Linked DNA regions of Mus musculus: regions 2, 3 and 4 are each linked to region 1. A link is a contact called in public Hi-C and promoter capture Hi-C data. All regions are on one chromosome and are shown on one strand. The core of a region is the stretch at or near the end of the contact, and the rest is flanking DNA. Distances in the headings are between cores, read along the strand shown.

Region 1 (2,760 bases), core at 96-2,595:
GCATACGGGGAGGGGAGGGTGTTCTTCCCAACCTAGGGTCCCAGCTGTCTTCACCTGTTCTTACCCACGTCCCTCCTCAATAAAGAAGCCAGTCAGGCGTGGTTATATGTTGCTACGGTCTCCAGTGACTTTCTTCTCTTAAGACACAGTAGTGCTGAATTGGAAGCCAACACAAAGCCTTTTCTTGATGGCCTTGAAAGAAAGGTCGCTGAAGAGTGAGCTGTTTGCTTTGTCAGGGTGGCCACTAGGTGGAAGTGTCGCTCAACAACTGATGACCTACCTGCATTCTGATCAGCTTTGGGTTGATGTTCTGTGCAGTGCAGTCTTAGAGTGAACCTGCTAGGTCAACACTAGAACCTAACCTAGACTCAAGGTGGGTCAGAAAGCAGGCCTGAGACTAATACTGACAACAGCTCCTGCTGCTCCAATCCTGAGCTCCACACCACTATCTTCCTCCCACACTGTGACCAACACTGAACTTCCTCATTTGCTCCCAAAAGACTGCTTCCTGGGCTAGCAAGATGCTGAGTCCAGCACCAGGCTGTACTATGTCTTACGTTAGCCTAAACTAGCTTCCTGTCCCAACCCCAGGACTCCTCAGAGCAGCCTCTCCTAGTCACACTTAAAAAGCCTTACCTTGGGAGGAGAGGTTGGCACATACCCTTAATCCCAGCACTTGGGGCAGAGCAGGCAGATCTCTGAGTTCAAGGCCAGCCTGGTCTGCAGAGTGAGTTCTGGGACAGCCAAGGCTACACAGAAACCCTTTCTGAAAAAAGAAAAAACCACGTCCATTAATGGTAGGCTGCTGCCCTGAAAAGTCTACGTTCCTGCTCAGTTCCTTAGAGCAATTTGCATCCCAGTGCCTGGCATGGACATGAGGCTGTTGGACCACCAGAACCCTCTAAAGAGACGGGATAAAGGGTCCTGGAGGAAATCACATTGAGGTTTTATGAGGCAGAGAGGCTCTAGCATGTCACTGGACAGATTTAAGGCTGGTAGGTTTGGAAACAAGTCCTGTTTAAAGGTGGGAAGGACTTCACTGCTGACTGTAGACAGTCCCACTAAGAGCAGGCTGGAGCCGGGCAGTGGTGGCGCACCCAGCACCACCAGGGCCAGGTGGATTTCTGAGTTCGAGGCCAGCCTTGTCTACAGAGTGAGTTCCAAGACAGCCAGGGCTATACAGAGAAACCCTGTCTTGAACAACAACAAAAAATAATAATAAAAGAAAAAAGCAGGCTGGAGGTGCAACCAGTAGATGCCTGGGGGTGGGGTAAAGAGAACTTTGTGGTGTCACCCCAGCACTGTTCTTCCCTCATTTCCTGTGGTAACAAAAGCAAGGGCCCCGTGGAGCCCTCTGCGTGCTGGCAGTGTGCTTCCTGTACCCAGCAACAGCCCGCCCTGGGGAGGGACTAGTACAACTTTCATGATAAGGCCACTACAGGCTGACCTCTGAAGGAAGCAACTGAGCAGGACCAGGCCAGACCAGGGTAACAGGTGTCCCACTGCCACCTGCAGCTGCAGCCCGTTGCAGGCTAGGTAAGTGAAAGACCCAGGAGGACTCACTTGTCCCCTGCTCCGCCATTCTGTGCAGAGCAGCCACACTTGCCACCACCCTAGAGGCTTGGGTTAGAGTACTGGCTGTGAGCTGTGGGCCAGGACTTGTTTCTGAGATAGGTGGGCCTGGCAGAACTGTGAGTAGGAGAGTTGACCTGTTCTGGTACCTAGCAGGGTACTTTACAATGAGTATTGGGCCTTGGTGTCCCCACCTGTGAAACCTGAATTGGCAGGACAACGTGGACTCTAAGGAACTGTCTCTTCAGCCCAAACACTTAGGATAGTAAGAGGGTTTTATATTGACTGGATCACAGTAGCTCTCTGTACCAGTGTCCCCAAAGCCTACCCACCTACCCAGGGTACCCTAGGACTCCTGCTTATTTCTAGGCAGCCCACTGTCTACTCACCTTGTCTCAGCAGAAACAGCCGCAGCCATGGCGGGTATGAAGACAGCCTCCGGGGACTATATCGACTCTTCCTGGGAGCTGAGGGTGTTTGTGGGCGAGGAGGACCCTGAGGCCCAGTCTGTCACACTCCGAGTCACGGGGGAGTCGCACATTGGTGGGGTACTTCTGAAGATCGTGGAGGAAATCAGTGAGTCCCCGTGACCCTATGTATCCAGTCATGACAGCTCTCCCTGGCTTTTCTAGGCCATTCTCGCCTCTACTCATAACCTTGTCACAGTGACTCAGGCAACAGTCTTTAATTATTTGGTTCCAAAGAAGGTATTTCTTCAACTTCCCCTCTCCATACTTCCTCCAGCTCCTACTGGTTCTGTCTAGTCTCCAAGAGACAGACAACATGGTCCCCTGTGTGTCTTGCCTGTGCCGAGGCTTATTATGTTCCTGAGGGATGGCTAGGAGGTTCCTGGGGACCTGGCACCTACTCTCCTAAATTTCCTCCCCAGCAAACCACTTGGCAGGCTGCTGACAGTGGGTGAGAGGCCCTGCCCCCACAGGAAGTTACGGCAGAGTAGGCTAGGGCGATATCAGTCACCCAGAAGGCCCCATGAGGCTTCTCATCAACTTTACCAGCAGAGAATGAGAGTTATCACTTCCTGGGAGGATGGCAGGAAAGCCCCGATAGTCAGAGCCGGAAGACATCCCACCATGAGCTCCCGATAGTCAGAGCCGGAAGACATCCCACCATGAGCTCCCGATAGCCAGAGACAGAAGGCATCTCACCATGAGTGTGGGTCCTAGGCCT
Region 2 (2,760 bases), core at 71-2,570, 460 kb after region 1:
CAAATAAGGAAATAACTCTTTGGGTCTAGCTTTAGGGGCATAATGGTTTCTAACATGGGAGAGAAAAGGGGGTAAAAAGGGAGACCCTGTCTGTAACGTTTGCCATGTCTGCACCTGCTTTAGCCATGCTGAGGCCTGTGTTAGCCATGCTGAGGCCTGGGTTAGCCATGCTCAGACTGTGTTAGCCATGCTGAGGCCTGTGTTAGCCATGCTGAGGCCTGGGTTAGCCATGCTGAGGCCTGGGTTAGCCATGCTCAGACTGTGTTAGCCATGCTGAGGCCTGGGTTAGCCATGCTGAGGCCTGGGTTAGCCATGCTCAGACTGTGTTAGCCATGCTCAGACTGTGTTAGCCATGCTCAGACTGTGTTAGCCATGCTCAGACTGTGTTAGCCATGCTGAGGCCTGTGTTAGCCATGCTGAGGCCTGTGTTAGCCATGCTCAGACTGTGTTAGCCATGCTGAGGCCTGGGTTAGACATGCTGAGGCCTGGGTTAGACATGCTGAGGCCTGTGTTAGCCATGCTCAGACTGTGTTAGCCATGCTGAGGCCTGTGTTAGCTACACTCAGACTGTGTTAGCTACACTCAGACTGTGTTAGCCATGCTCAGGCCTGTGTTAGCTACATTCAGACTGTGTTAGCCATGCTCAGGCCTGTGTTAGCTACACTCAGACTGTGTTAGCCATGCTCAGACTGTGTTAGCCATGCTCAGACTGTGTTAGCCATGCTCAGACTGTGTTATCCATGCTGAGGCCTGGGTTATCCATGCTGAGGCCTGGGTTAGCCATGCTCAGACTGTGTTAGCCATGCTCAGACTGTGTTAGCCATGCTCAGACTGTGTTAGCCATGCTGAGGCCTGTGTTAGCTACACTTAGACTGTGTTAGCTATGCTCAGGCCTGTGTTAGCTACACTCAGACTGTGTTAGCCATGCTCAGACTCTGTTAGCCATGCTCAGACTCTGTTAGCCACGCTCAGGCCTGTGTTAGCTACACTCAGACTGTGTTAGCCATGCTCAGACTGGGTAAGCCATGCTCAGGCCTGTGTTAGCCATGCTCAGACTGTGTTAGCCATGCTCAGACTGTGTTAGCCATTCTCAGACTGTGTTAGCCATGCTCAGGCCTGTGTTAGCCATGCTCAGACTGTGTTAGCCATTCTCAGGCCTCTATTTGCCCTTCTCAGGCCTGTGTTAGCCATGCTGAGGCCTGCTAGAACCCTTCACAGAGTCCATTATTGAAGGAAAGTCATGGTAGGAACTCAAGCCTGCTCGTCATACCACATCCACAGTTAAGAGCAGAGTGAGGACAAACCACCCTCGTTTCCTGCTTCCCACTTCCTGCTTCTGCTCAGCTCGCTTTCTTTGCTCTTGTATAGTTCATGTTTAGCCCATGAAAGGGTGTCCCCACATTCAGGATAGGTCTTCCTACATCAATCAAAAATCAAGACAATGCCCCACAGACTTGTCCACCGACCAAGATGATCTAGACAACTCCTCAGTAAGACCCTCAGGTGATTCTAAGTTGTGTGTAGCTGATAGTTAAGCTAACCAGCTCACCAGGCAGTAGTGTGGACAACTTTAATCTGACACTCGGGAGGCAGAGGCAGGGCAATCTCTGTGAGTTCAAGGCTAGCCTGTTCTACAGTTTCAGGACACCCAGGGCTACACAGAGAAACTGTCTCAAAAACAACAAAAGTAACCCTCTCACTGGGCTACATATAAAACAGTATATCAAAATAAAATAATTGAGATTGGCAGGTTGGAGAAGGTGAGTTGATGACACATGAAATCCCACTGTGTTTCTGGGAACCTGTCATTTAAGGAAAGTGAATATGTGAATACAAAAACCCACTTAACAGGCTGGAGAGATGGCTCAGTGGTTAAGAGCACTGACTGCTCTTCCAGAGGACCTGAGTTCAATTCCCAGCAACGACATGGCAGCTCATAACTGTCTATAACTCTAGTTCCAGGGGCTCTGACACCCTCACAAACATACAAGCAGGAAGAATGCCAATATACACAAAATAAAAATAAGTCATTTTTTAAACCCACTTAACAACTATATGAGAGAAAAGTACTACTTGACTGAGATCAGTCAAGGAGGGCGCGGTGACTGACAGAGCTGTGGGGAGGGGCCAGTGCATGAGCCCAGGAAGAAACAAAGGCCAGATGATGTGCGCTGGCCTGAATTCAGGGATAGGAAACTCGATATTATTAAAATGCCAATTCTCTACAGTTCAGTTGATGGATTTAGTGTAACCACCACGTCAACATTCTCCTTTGTATAAATGGCCAAACACAGCCAGGAGTGGAGACACACTGATAATTTCAGGATGTAGAAGAGGGGTGTGAAGATGGGGGGGGTGTGCAAAGTTATCGCTGGCTACACAACAATTTCCAGAGTAAGCCGCATGAGATCCTGTCTCAAATACACCAACAAAGCCCTGACAAGCGAGTGCTAATGTTTACATGAAAACACAAAGGACTGAATTAGCTCGGAAATTCTGCAAAAAGAAAAACAGGATTAGACTATGGCTCAGTGATAGAGTACTTATTTCATGTGCCTGTGCTCCAGGGTTCAGTCCCCAATTCTGAAAATATTTGTCCTGCAGAGTTCAGAAATAGGGACATGCCTATGTAAAGGTGGAAGGAGAGAACAGACCTCACAAAGCTGTCCCCTGACCACATGTGCATGTGACACACATGCCCCCCACTCTCCATACCCACCCAGCTCCTGCTTCCAAAATACCTGGGCTATTCCTAGCCTT
Region 3 (2,760 bases), core at 170-2,669, 400 kb before region 1:
GTTTTGGTTTGAAGGTTTTGTTTGTTTGTCTTCCATTACTTTTTTTTAAGGTAGAGGTATAGAAAAAACATTAGATTCAAGATCTGGCTTCACTGGTGCCTTGCCCAGTGACCTTTGGTAGGTCAGTCACATCCGCTCTCTGGGCCTATACGCCTTTGTCTGCAAATGCACTGACTGAATAGCTAGCATCCTACTAAGCATCTTTCCAGTGCAGGACCACTGTTAAATCTAAGGCAGACTGGCCCTTTAAGAGCAGAAAGAAGAAAAAAATAAAAGAAAGAAAGAAAGAAAAAGGAGGAGCTGAGATTTTTTTCAAAAAAATAAAAAGGGGGGGTGGGGGGCGGGGGCTTATAGGGAGAGGAGCTCAAAGAGTAGAGAGCACTCTCCCTAGTACGGATGGAACCTCCGCTGATCTAAAGGCAATGAACCTTACAGAAGGGAGACAAAAAAAAGCAGTTGGTTTTAAGGGCCAACTAGGGCCGGCAGGTCTTGGTACAGCTGACAAACTGGGGCCAAAATCGATTCTGAAACGCGACAACGCACGGGTGGGGCATCCACCTTCGTGTGCGAACCCATCCCTCACTAAGACCTTCCCGACGTGGGGTATGACAGACGGGGGCCCCCAGGACGCAGGCTGCGCTTTGTTTCTCGTAGCGTAACCGTGAAGGGAAGAGTTCACGTCTCCAGCAAGGCCACGCAGAAAGGGATGGCATAACCGAGAACAGCGGAATCCCGAGCTATGCTACTCTGGGGAAAGCCTCAGAAAGGGACAGAGGGACTGGGAAGCCTTTAAAAGACAGACCACCTGGGAGTGTGAAAGAGAAAGGGCGGGAGCCGCAAGTTCCAGCACCTCGACTCCCACGTCGCTGCCCCCCCCCCCAAAAAACGAGCAACGCGGGGCCCTTTAAGGAGCAGGGATCCGCCCCAGCCCGGCGGGCAGACCCCGCCACGGGCAGGGAGCGCCCCGCGGGCCTTGTAGCTGCTCTCTGCGCCCACCAGGTGGCGCCCCGAGCCGCCCTGCGCTCGTCCCCCGCTTTGTTCGGCGGCCGAGAGGGGCCCGGAGCCGCAGCCCTCCCCTCCCCCACGCCGGGGCCCCCCACCCCCGGTCGTCGGCCCCAGATCTTACCGCCGTCGTCCTCCTCGGGCTCCGTGCCGCCGCTCGCTGCGGTGGGCGGCAGCCGTCGGCCCCGTGCCGAGGTCACTGCGGGCCCGGGGCCGCCCCTGCCGCCGCCGCTCCGGCTCCGGTGGTCCCCGCCGGGCTCCATGCGCTGCGCTGCGGAGCGGGGGCCCCGGGGCGGCGGGGCGCGGGGCCGCGGAGCCAGCGGCGGCGCACGCGGGGCGCTCGGTGCGCGGGGCCCCCGGGCGCGGGGCGCATTCACGGGCGGCCGGCCGCACGGACGGCTGACTGCTCGCTCGGCAGCGCGGGCTGGACCGGGGTGGGGATTCCTGTCTGGGGCCCCTGGGGCTCCTTTAAGGGCTCCTGGGTAAATTTAAAGGGGCCGCGCGCAATTTCCTCCTGCCAGCTCGCGGGGGGCTGGTGCGGGGAAAGCGGGAGGTGGCAAGTCCGCAACGGGCGCTTGTTACGGACGCGGGGAGCACGGTCCTCAGCGCCCTCGTGGGTCCGCCCTGCCGCGTCCGCAGCTGCAGCTCCGGCTGGTAAAGAGTCGCCGAGGTGACCAGGGGCGCCCGTGTCCAGTCCGCTGCGACGCGCTTCAGCCACCGCCCCCTCGGGGCATCTCCGAGCGCGGCTCTCCGCAGCCCGCTAGCAGGGGACCGCCCGGTGCGGCGGCACCGTTCCCCTCTCCGGGGTGCCTCGTCCTCCCGCAGGAGCTGGGCGCGGGCCCCAAGCAGACGCGCCTGGCAGGGGCCCCAGATGGCCGCGGCCCCGCGGAGAGGGTGGAGCCGTGGGGGCTGCCGCGCCCCCTCCCGCGGGAGCCTGGGGCTAGCGCTGGCAGCTCTGGCTTCTACCGGGGAGGGGCGGCGGGGCGAGGTTTCCCTGGAGCCGGCCAGAGTGAGGGCGGCGGCCGCGAAAGCGCAAGCCGGGAAGAGGGGCGCGCAGAGGAGTGTAAGAGAGCTAGCACGCTGCGCCTGGCCAGCCGGCGTTCCGAAACAGAGGTGGCCCTGGGCTGGAAGCCGGAAAGAGAGGGAGACTGCGGCGGTGATTCAGGCTCCTGCCCCCGCAGGCCTATAGGTACCGGGTGAGGCACTCCGCTCAGCCCCGGGCTCCTGCACAGGACGAAGGTGCAAAGAAGGGACTGGGATCCTGGTGATGGGCAGCTGGAGATTCGCATCCCTAGGCTGGAAAACCCTGGGGCGAATTCTGGCTTCGGCCGAGGGACACCTTCAGGTCTCAGGCTCCCGGTAAGCCTGGAGAAGGAACCTCGAAAGGTTGTAGGGTCGAGGCAACCTGGGGTCCTGCCAGGGCCAGCTGGAGAAACAGGTCCTCCCTTAGCCTTTGGTTAGTCGTCCACAACAAAGCAGAGGCCTGGAGATCCAAATTACAGGATGCCAGAGACCATGAGGGTCTAGAAGTGGGTTTTATTCCCTCCCTGTCGGGGAGGCACACCACAGTCAAAGAAGGCACCATTCATGGAGTCATTCTCACACTTAACACCTACTATGTGCTACAAGAGCTGACACTCTGGACATGCAGCAGTGAACAAGATTGCTACTAATGCGGGTAACTTAGACATCCTCAGTTTATAAAAAGGAAACAGTTTCAGCCCCTTGGGAGTAAGGAAACTATTAAATTACCCGACC
Region 4 (2,760 bases), core at 178-2,677, 360 kb after region 1:
TTCATGTCATAGACCTCAATTCACTGTAATTTTTCCATGTAATTGTGTAGTTGTAATTTTTAAGGTGTCACCAACTTTTCTTTTTTTTTCCTTTTATTTTTTTAACATTTATTTCTTTTGGTTGTGTTCACGTGCTTGTGTAGTACACACCACAGCACGTGTGAGGTGTTCGGAGAAGACTGCCTGCAGAATCATCCTCTCTACCAGGTGGGTCCCTGGAACCAAACTCAGGTCATCAGGCTTCGAAGCAGGTGCCCTTACCAGCTGAGCCATCTTATTGGCCCAGTGACCAACCTTTTCTGTGGAGGGCCAGACAGCACCTGTTTTAGGTTGCTGGTTGTGACTGCCTCTGTGGCAGGTCCTCCGCTGAGCCATGGGAGTGAGAAAGGCAAGGATGGCAAGACACTCAGGGATCCGTGGCGCCCACACAGCGCTGTGTGCAGACCCCCCAGTGCAGGCTTGATCGAGCTTGCTCTTCACAGGGGATGACATGTTCTTCTGTCCCAAGGCACACAATGCCTGGGGCTCCCAACTGCATTTTAACTTGAAAAATACAAAAAAATGAGATCAAACCCCAAAGCCCCGCTAGCTCTAGATACCACCACGCTTTTGGAGAAGTGTATAAATTGAGAAGTGAAAGACTTGGTGGTCTCTTTGTACGCCTTTAACAAGTGTTCCTGGGCAGATGGAGCCACTTCCTCTCACCTTCTCAGAACCAGAGGGCAAGAGCCCAGGGCATGTGTCATCTCCAGCCGTGTAGTGCCTCCATTCTGCCCCACAGATGTGTCTGCACAGGGGAAGGTCAGAGCTCGGACGTCCACCCTCTAGCCAGCTTAGCAGACTCTGGGATCCCTAAAGGGCTGAGAGGTTACATAGACACCCCACTAGCTGGAACCTTCTCAAAGGGGATACTGCTGCTGATGGTGAAGATGACCGTGGCTCCTTTTCTGAAAACCTTTTTACCAGTTTTCTTGTAAATAAACAGACAGAATTTAGAAAAATAAGTGTATATTTATCTGGTGTATGTGTATCTGTATGCGTGCCTGCTCATGCCACAGTGCATATGTGTGGTGGTGGTCAGAGGACAGCTTGCAGGAACCCCAGGATTGAATTCACTGGTTATCAGTCTCTGTGGCACTTTGAATCATCTTATGAGCCTGCAAATGGATTTTTACATGACCCCTTAGCCATGTATGGTGGCACATGCCTGTGGTCCCAGAACTTGGGGTGGGGGTGGGGGGTGGGGGCTAGGAATGGGGCTGAAGGATCAGGAGTTCAAGGCAAGCCATGGCTAAATAAAACCTTGCCTCAGAACAAGTCAACCAACCAACCAACAAAAACCGGATTTAAATGCTCCAGAAGAGAGAGAAAGGGCAGAGACTGACCTCGGCGTGACCTGGGTGTGTCCTGGGTGATTTGCCATTCCCTCGAGTGGCAGGCAGAGGCATCTGGAACAGGTGTCCAGGCATCCCCGGGGAAGCTCCTTGGCCCCTCTTCCCTTTCCTCTTTTTCCTTTAATTCCGTTGCAGCCTAGCTCCTTGCCTAGCCTTCTCTGCGATAAGGCATGGGGATAGATGGATCGCAATCCTGGCTCTCCCGTCCCTTCTAGTGACTTGCCCTCTCACCCACCAGATGGCGCTCTCGACCACTTGGTTCCTGGCTCCCAGTGTAGCACCACTGCCTGGGGGTGGGGGCAGGAGCAGTGCTTGGAGAATAAATGTGGGTAGGAGGGAGAGGTGCAGCTCAGGGCTCAAATGCAGCTCATGCTCGGGTCGCAGGGGAACCTGCTTCTTATTAGTGGAGGCTTTAAGGAAACACTGTGGCTTCGAACCCATTCGGCCATTCGGCTCCTAGATGACCCCCCTGGATTGTCAGGGTGGCACCCCAGAGGTAGGCTGGGATGGGGAAGGTTTTTGTTTTTTGTTTTCCCCTCCAGGAAGCCAGAAGGGTGTCATCACAGTGAGGCATCTCTCAGAACTTGATTTGTGTCCCCTGTTACTTGGGGACATGTTGGATGGGTGACTGACACGCACCAGAGACAGTGGAATGGTGATTGATCAGTGGATAAGCCTGAGGCAGCAGAGGAGACGGCTGCGCTCTGGGACATACGTGCTCTGTCTGGCAGTTTCTCCTGGCATCCCAACCAGATCTCCCTTCTGTGGTGAAGGGCCCTCCACGGAGGGCCATGTCTGGCAGGCTCTGGATATAGCCCACAGTCAATGGCTAACTAATGCAATGGCCAGGAAGCTGGACCCTCCCTCAGATCTGGAGAAGTCTCGTGTACAACTGATGTCCCCAAGCCTCCCTGGATCTGTCCAGGGCTGGACTTAGCTCTAAGGTCACATTCCTTCTGTCTTAGTCTTTTTCTGTTGCTGATAACACAAACCCACGGGCTGGGTAAGCAATCAAGAAAGGAGGTTAATTTTGGCTCATGGGTCTGGTCCAAGGTCAAGGGGCAGCATCTATGATGTTCTTGTTGGCAGAATCCCAAGGTTGCACAGGGCATCACATGGCAAGAAGCAGGGCTCTCCTGAGATCTGGCCAGCTGGCTTCTATAACAGGGCCACTCTGGAGATAACTAACTCATCAATCCATTAATCACAGGAGTGGATTAATCCACTTGGGAGGGAGAGCCCTGTATCTCTTAATCTCTCATAATGGGGATTAAACTTCAACACTCATTCTGAGAGAGATAATCCACAGTGTTTATTGAGCCCCTCCCTTCCCTGACCTTTGCCCTTACCCTCTAGGGACTTGTCC

What was found. Promoter capture Hi-C pulls out the DNA fragments that hold promoters and counts their contacts. A called contact is a pair of places that touch in the nucleus more often than the background predicts.
Region 2: a promoter capture Hi-C map of pre-B cells shows a contact between it and region 1. A contact is called at or near these places in 5 of 39 promoter capture datasets (cranial neural crest, embryonic stem cells, frontonasal cranial neural crest and 2 more) and 1 of 484 Hi-C or Micro-C datasets (the N1E-115 cell line).
Region 3: a promoter capture Hi-C map of second pharyngeal arch cranial neural crest shows a contact between it and region 1. A contact is called at or near these places in 11 of 39 promoter capture datasets (the 3T3-L1 cell line, cranial neural crest, embryonic stem cells and 6 more), 1 of 484 Hi-C or Micro-C datasets (B cells) and 2 of 130 datasets of targeted methods (craniofacial prominence and embryonic forebrain).
Region 4: a Hi-C map of cerebellum shows a contact between it and region 1, with 4 times the contacts expected there. A contact is called at or near these places in 10 of 39 promoter capture datasets (the 3T3-L1 cell line, the C10 cell line, cranial neural crest and 5 more), 12 of 484 Hi-C or Micro-C datasets (B cells, CD4 T cells, the HL-1 cell line and 9 more) and 5 of 130 datasets of targeted methods (the HPC-7 cell line, embryonic stem cells, large pre-B cells and 1 more).

Annotation. Positions count from the first base shown.
Region 1 is chr19:7,018,054-7,020,813 of GRCm38.p6, reverse strand. It overlaps Fermt3 (fermitin family member 3), which reads left to right and starts at 1,345. Exons shown (of 15, transcript NM_153795.2): 1 at 1,345-1,536; 2 at 1,975-2,148. The coding sequence starts at 1,989. It overlaps Stip1 (stress-induced phosphoprotein 1), which reads left to right. Exons shown (of 14, transcript NM_016737.2): 14 at 1-118.
Region 2 is chr19:6,556,686-6,559,445 of GRCm38.p6, reverse strand. No RefSeq gene overlaps it. Among named protein-coding and RNA genes, the nearest start is that of Gm32245, 9.1 kb to the left of the region's middle.
Region 3 is chr19:7,416,284-7,419,043 of GRCm38.p6, reverse strand. It overlaps 2700081O15Rik (RIKEN cDNA 2700081O15 gene), which reads right to left and starts at 1,419. Exons shown (of 5, transcript NM_175381.6): 1 at 1,127-1,419. The coding sequence starts at 1,265.
Region 4 is chr19:6,662,433-6,665,192 of GRCm38.p6, reverse strand. No RefSeq gene overlaps it. Among named protein-coding and RNA genes, the nearest start is that of Gm32245, 97 kb to the right of the region's middle.